Linked DNA regions of Mus musculus: region 2 is linked to region 1. Evidence: chromatin contacts called from public ChIA-PET data. All regions are on one chromosome and are shown on one strand. Each heading gives the region's core, a stretch centred on a gene start, on an enhancer-like site or on the middle of the called end of the contact. The rest is flanking DNA. Distances are from core to core; before and after follow the strand shown. Region 1 overlaps Mtmr3 (myotubularin related protein 3). Region 2 overlaps Nf2 (neurofibromin 2).

Region 1 (2,700 bases), core at 141-2,640:
GTGGTGGGATTAAAGACATGTGCCACCACGCCCGGCACATGTGCTGTTTTAATCAACCAAGAAAACAAAGTCTCTATAGGAATTCCAAATTCATAAACCAAGATCATGGATAGTTTGTAACAGGAGGAACTAAAGAAGTGCTTACACAGTTCCCTTTAGAGCTGTGGAGACCAAACAGGAGCAATCTCAGGAGACAGTGGGGAATGCAGCACCTCAATGAGAACCATCAACAGCTACACTCTCAGCACAAAGGGAAGAAGACACTGAGTCATTACACTTAGTTTAGTAAGAAGTTTAAAGGACCTTTCTATTTTAGCTGTAATAGTACTACATGTTCTTCTTAAGAAACTGTTAAATTACAGATGTAAAAAGTAAACGATTATCCCCTCACAACGCTAGCAAGAATGTACAATAGTTCACTGCCTCTTTGAAAACTGCCAGGTTCATCCTCAAACTAGAAAACATATTCTCATATACCTAACCAAGAAAACAAAGCATACATTCAAATTTATATTTATGTGTTTATAGCAGTTATTCAAAGTAGCCAATGAGTGAGAAACAGTGCAGACAACCACCACGGATGAATGGCTGAACAAGATGCACATGCTGCATGCACAGTGCGCTCCTCAGCTGTGGTCTTTCAAGGAATGAGGAACCTTGAACACATTACACCGAAAAGTGAAAAGAGCCAGGCACAACAGACACATGACAGGGTTTCAGAACAATGAAAGCTGCTAAGACTGCTAGTAGGGAGTACAAAATAGATTAGTAGTTGTTAGGTGCTGGTGGAAATGGAAGGACTTCATTTTACCCACTGAAGGACAGCCACCACTATTTTATTCTTTTGTTTCAAAAACTTCTCTATGCACATATAAAAACACACATAACCCCACAAGTGAAAGGGGAGTGAATATTGGGTATTTACTATTCTCCAATTTATTTGATTCTAAAAATAAATCAAACCTTTCCTATATTGGTGCATATATTTGGACAACAGTTCAATACTCATTACATTTCCATCTACCATAATCTACTGATTACCTGGTCAGATATTTAAACTGTTACCATTTTTCTATTACTACCCCAAAAGTCTTTAAAATAAACAACAAAAGCTATCCTGGTATCTCTATGTAAATCACTATTCTGGTAGTACTGGGTCTTAAAACAAGTTATTAAATGAAAAACTACAACCTTGGAGAAAGGACTACAAGGGTCACCACTGCTAAAGAGTATACATACATACTCTTCTACAATCACCAACACAGTCATTGGATTTACTTTACTAGATTGCTTTTGGAAGGCTGCTTTTGTTGTTTATGTTGTCTTTTGAGGCAGGAAATGAAACCAAGGCTGACCTCAAACTTATGATCCTCCTTCCTGTTTCTCCTCAACACTGAGATTATGAGCACATCATCACGCCAGGCCTCAACTTGGTAAGAATTGTGAATGCTCTGTTATATTTAAAAGATAAATTACACATAAGCAATGTCTACATTTACTATCAAGCACACTTGTATGTACACAGAAGAATGATCCAGTGCTACTCAACAGTGACCATCCCTCTAGAAAGGGTGGGATACGGACCATGAATGAAGATGCAGCGCAGACGGTAGAGTGCCAACTTAGTATGCACAAGGGCCTGAGGTTCAATCCCAGGACCCCCAGAACTGGGTAAAGTGACGCATCTTACAAGCCAGCACTTGGGAGGTAGAACAGAAAGACTGGAAAGTCAAGGTTAACCTCAGCCTCGCAGTAAGTCAGAGACCAGTCTGTGACACCTGAGAGCCTATCTCAGAAGGAAAAGAAGTAGAAAGAGTCTTCCCATTTTCATACTTTTAGAACATTTATATAACATTTCTAATTAGATGGATTTGGTTTGGGTTTGGTTTAGTCTAGTTGGTTCTAAAACAGGGTTTTGCTGTGTTAACCCACGCTAGCCTTAAATTTGTGACCTTCAACCTTCTGAGTAATGGGATTACAGGTATACATTACCACATCAGGCTAGGAAAATAAACTTTTCTACATAAGGTTTTTGGTTGACCTTTCTGGTTTTGCTTTTTGTTTTTGTTTTTCTTAATTATTTTGCATGTGTGGGCATTTTTCTTGCATGCATGTATATGTACCACATGCGTGCCTGATGGCTGTTAAGATCAGAAGAGGGTGCTAGATGCTCTGGAACTAGAGTTATAAACAATTGTGAGCCACTATGAGGGTGCTGGATTTCAAACCCATGCCCTCTGCAAGAGCAACAAGTGCTCTCAAACACTTCAGCCCCTAGTTTTGATTTTCTAACATAGTCTCATATGTTCCAGGCTGGCCTGGAACTCAAAACTATAACCCAGAACTGGCAGAGAGCTTTTTTACCTCAACTTTCCCAGTGCTCAGACTATAGGAACAAATGACCTCAGCAGCTACAAAACATTATTAAAAGGAAATTGAAAATATTATATAAAAGGCTTTCATTCAACCAGGCTAAAAGTACAAATAATGGCTTCAAGAAAAAACAAGTGCTGATATAAAGCAGTAACAGAGCTCTGAGTGTAGGAGCTCTGAGTTCTGATTATTCTGTGCTCAAGTGGGCGCATCCCTTACCAAAAAATTCACCAAAATGTCAGGGTTCAGATTTTAGGGTGGTTTGTTGTTGTTGTCATTGTTGTTTCCCAGACTTTGGAACACTTAAGATTGTGAGTTTGGGGATTA
Region 2 (2,700 bases), core at 151-2,650, 250 kb after region 1:
TCCTGGTCCTGCTTCTCATCAGCTATGTGGTGCTGGATGAACTCATCAAACTAAGTCTATTTTCCTTTATATAACTGCAACACTAAAATGTTTTTTGGAGTCTGGGCCTCATAGCAGTCCCGGCCAGATGTGAATCTGCTACGTAGCTGAAGATAATCTTGAAATTCTGATCCTCCTACCTGTATTTCTTGAGTACTAAGATTACCGGTGTATACAACCATGCCTGACTTACACTATGTTAGAGGTGGATGTTAGACAAGCACTCTATGAACTAAGCTATATTCCCAGTCCCTAAAACCTGCTTTTGATTCCAGTGGGATGTTTGTTAATTCGTGTGAATGAGACAAACACCAAAAAGCTACATGGAGACACAGGTGTCAATCCATGGCATCACTGTGATCTCTGCCAGCTGTAGCACTATTCTTCACTCCTGGCTCAAGAAATGAGAATGATCTTACTTAAGATTTCGTCCACAACGGGACTCCTCCTGTCCATCTCTGCTCCACTTCTGCTGCCCACAAAGGGAAGGGAGAGCATGTGACGGAAGTGCCTGTGATCTGGCTGGGCTCGGGGTCACCAGCATAGGGTTACTCGTCTCCCCTGGCCTCCTCCGGCTTTGCTCAGCCTAGGAATTTTTTTTTCTTTTACCTTCATTCTAGAACCACTGCTAAAGAAAACTGTATTTTACTATGCGAACAACAGTCTTAACTTGGGACTCAATACAAGCCAGTCCTATTTTTCAGACAAGGTATAAAACATAAATTTCAGGATACCATCTTAATCAAGTGTTAGTTTTATCCTGGGACCCTGACTGTTGTCTTGATCTGTTGTCTTTAATTTTTAATAATTAGAAACTTTGTTCTCCAGTGGGTGACAACAAAGCAAACCTTTGCAGGGGTAATGACTGGCTGCTGTTGTGACCTGTGACTCTAGGCCAGATCCACTCACTCATGCTCACGACTGACCCAGCAGGCCACAGAGGGTACATACTTTTCTTTCTCTATCTCCATGGAAAGTCGCTTCATGTCCGTATCCTTGAAGTCAAATGACAAGCTGTCAGCAATAATGTCGAAGCTCGGTATGTCAGGAGGCAGTGGTGGTGGAATTGGGTTCATGGGCTGTCAGTGAGAAAGCTCCTGTTAAGATGCTTAAATTACACAGGACAGAGACCTCTACAGTCAATACTGCCAGGTAAGTGGTCCCAAAGCAACCACAATCAGACAAGTCACCCTTCTCTCCTCAAACCTCATCATTTCTACGGTTCCTTGAATCAAACGCAAACTTTCACTCAGCTTCTCATTTAGGAAGCTCATTTAGGCACTGGGCTAGGAGTTGAGACACAGGAAGGAAGACAGGCTTCCTGGCTCTAAGCAGATCAAAGTCTTGTTCAGGAAGCAGATGTATTTGCAAATCCTCATAGTTAAGTAAGATGAACATGAGCCAGAGGAGGGACAGGGCGTATGAGGTTAGAGGGATCTGCCAGGGTACAGCTTCCTTGGGGATCAGTGAATGAGCCAAAGGAGAAAGGTGCCAGGCAAGAGGCATGCTGGTAGGCAGGGCAGACAGGATCCATCCAAAGCACTGGGCATCTCAAGTACCCTGTGGGGTGACTGGTAAGAGACTGGCTTCGGGTCACAAAGGCTTTGCTCGTATGGAAGGGGCTTAGATTCCAAAGACAGAGCCAGAAGAGTGCTTGAAAGGGGAAACCAGCTGACTTGTTTTCAGGATCTTTTCACTCCAGAACAGAAGGTCACCTAACCTACAGTCCCTACCTACCTCTCTAGTGTCCCTCATTATTTGTCCTGCTAAATCATAAACAGTACTACGTATTATCCCACACTTAGCATGTGTCCTTTCTTTCCCTCCCTGCCACTCCTTCTCTCTCTTCCTCCTTCCCTGTCATTTTCTGTGACATTAGGGATGTGCCACATGGCCAGAGCTGGTCTCAAACTGGTGAGCCTTCTGTGGTAGCTTTCTGAGTGCTAGCACTGCAGGTATGGGTCATAGCAGCCCAGCAAGGTCTCCATTCCCCTTTCAAAGTTCTCAATTCTTCCAGTCTCTCAGCAAAGCCCTTCGAGCCCTCTCACCTTCTACCCTGACAAAACAGCTGCTCATTCCCTTTGCAGTTCTCTGTCATGATGTGCATACTGCTGCCCCGCCCTTTCCTCAGCTCCACACTGCAGAGATTCCTCATGGGTATGTCTTTTTTCCTCCTAGGATCTTTTACTGAGTCTGGGACAATGTTTGGAAAGGAACAGAACCTCTCAGCCTTTATTTATGGCAGTGAGGTCTAAGGTAGGATGTATGGAGTCTGTCAAGTGTGCCCCTGAGCAGGATATCTAGGTCCTACATACACTGTTTTCAGGGCTGAATTCTGGGTAAATGAGAGAGTCTGCTCTGTTGACACTTCATCAAGCTGGACAGTTATAATCTAGGCAGGTCTATTTACCTTATACTTCAGAAATATTCTCAGAGCTGGGCAGTGGTGGCACACACCTTTAATCCCAGCACTTGGGAGGCAGAGGCAGGCGGATTTCTGAGTTCGAGGCTAGCCTGGTCTACAGAGTGAGTTCCAGGACAGCCAGGGCTACACAGAGAAACCTTGTTTCAAAAACCAAAAAAAAAAAACAAAAAAAAAAACCAAAAAGCGCAGAAAAATTCTCAGAAAGGAAGAACACTAGCCGTTACCCTTTTAGTGAG

The links. ChIA-PET counts read pairs in DNA pulled down with a chosen protein or histone mark.
Region 2: an RNA polymerase II ChIA-PET map of memory CD8 T cells shows a contact between it and region 1, with 15 read pairs. The contact joins two enhancer-like sites. A contact is called at or near these places in 2 of 484 Hi-C or Micro-C datasets (bone marrow-derived macrophages and nephron progenitors) and 3 of 115 datasets of contacts at active chromatin or transcription factors (embryonic stem cells, large pre-B cells and memory CD8 T cells).

Annotation. Positions count from the first base shown.
Region 1 is chr11:4,535,476-4,538,175 of GRCm38.p6, forward strand. All of the region lies in intron 1 of Mtmr3 (myotubularin related protein 3), which reads right to left. Among named protein-coding and RNA genes, the nearest start is that of Mtmr3, 58 kb to the right of the region's middle. Within about 2 kb of position 1,391, at least 42 of the 459 cell types and tissues checked have an H3K27ac peak or open chromatin away from gene starts, as enhancers often do. A contact at or near this core is called in memory CD8 T cells, where this site is marked.
Region 2 is chr11:4,783,446-4,786,145 of GRCm38.p6, forward strand. Nf2 (neurofibromin 2) reads right to left here. Exons shown (of 17, transcript NM_001252250.1): 14 at 991-1,118. Among named protein-coding and RNA genes, the nearest start is that of Cabp7, 38 kb to the left of the region's middle. Within about 2 kb of position 1,401, at least 43 of the 459 cell types and tissues checked have an H3K27ac peak or open chromatin away from gene starts, as enhancers often do. A contact at or near this core is called in memory CD8 T cells, where this site is marked.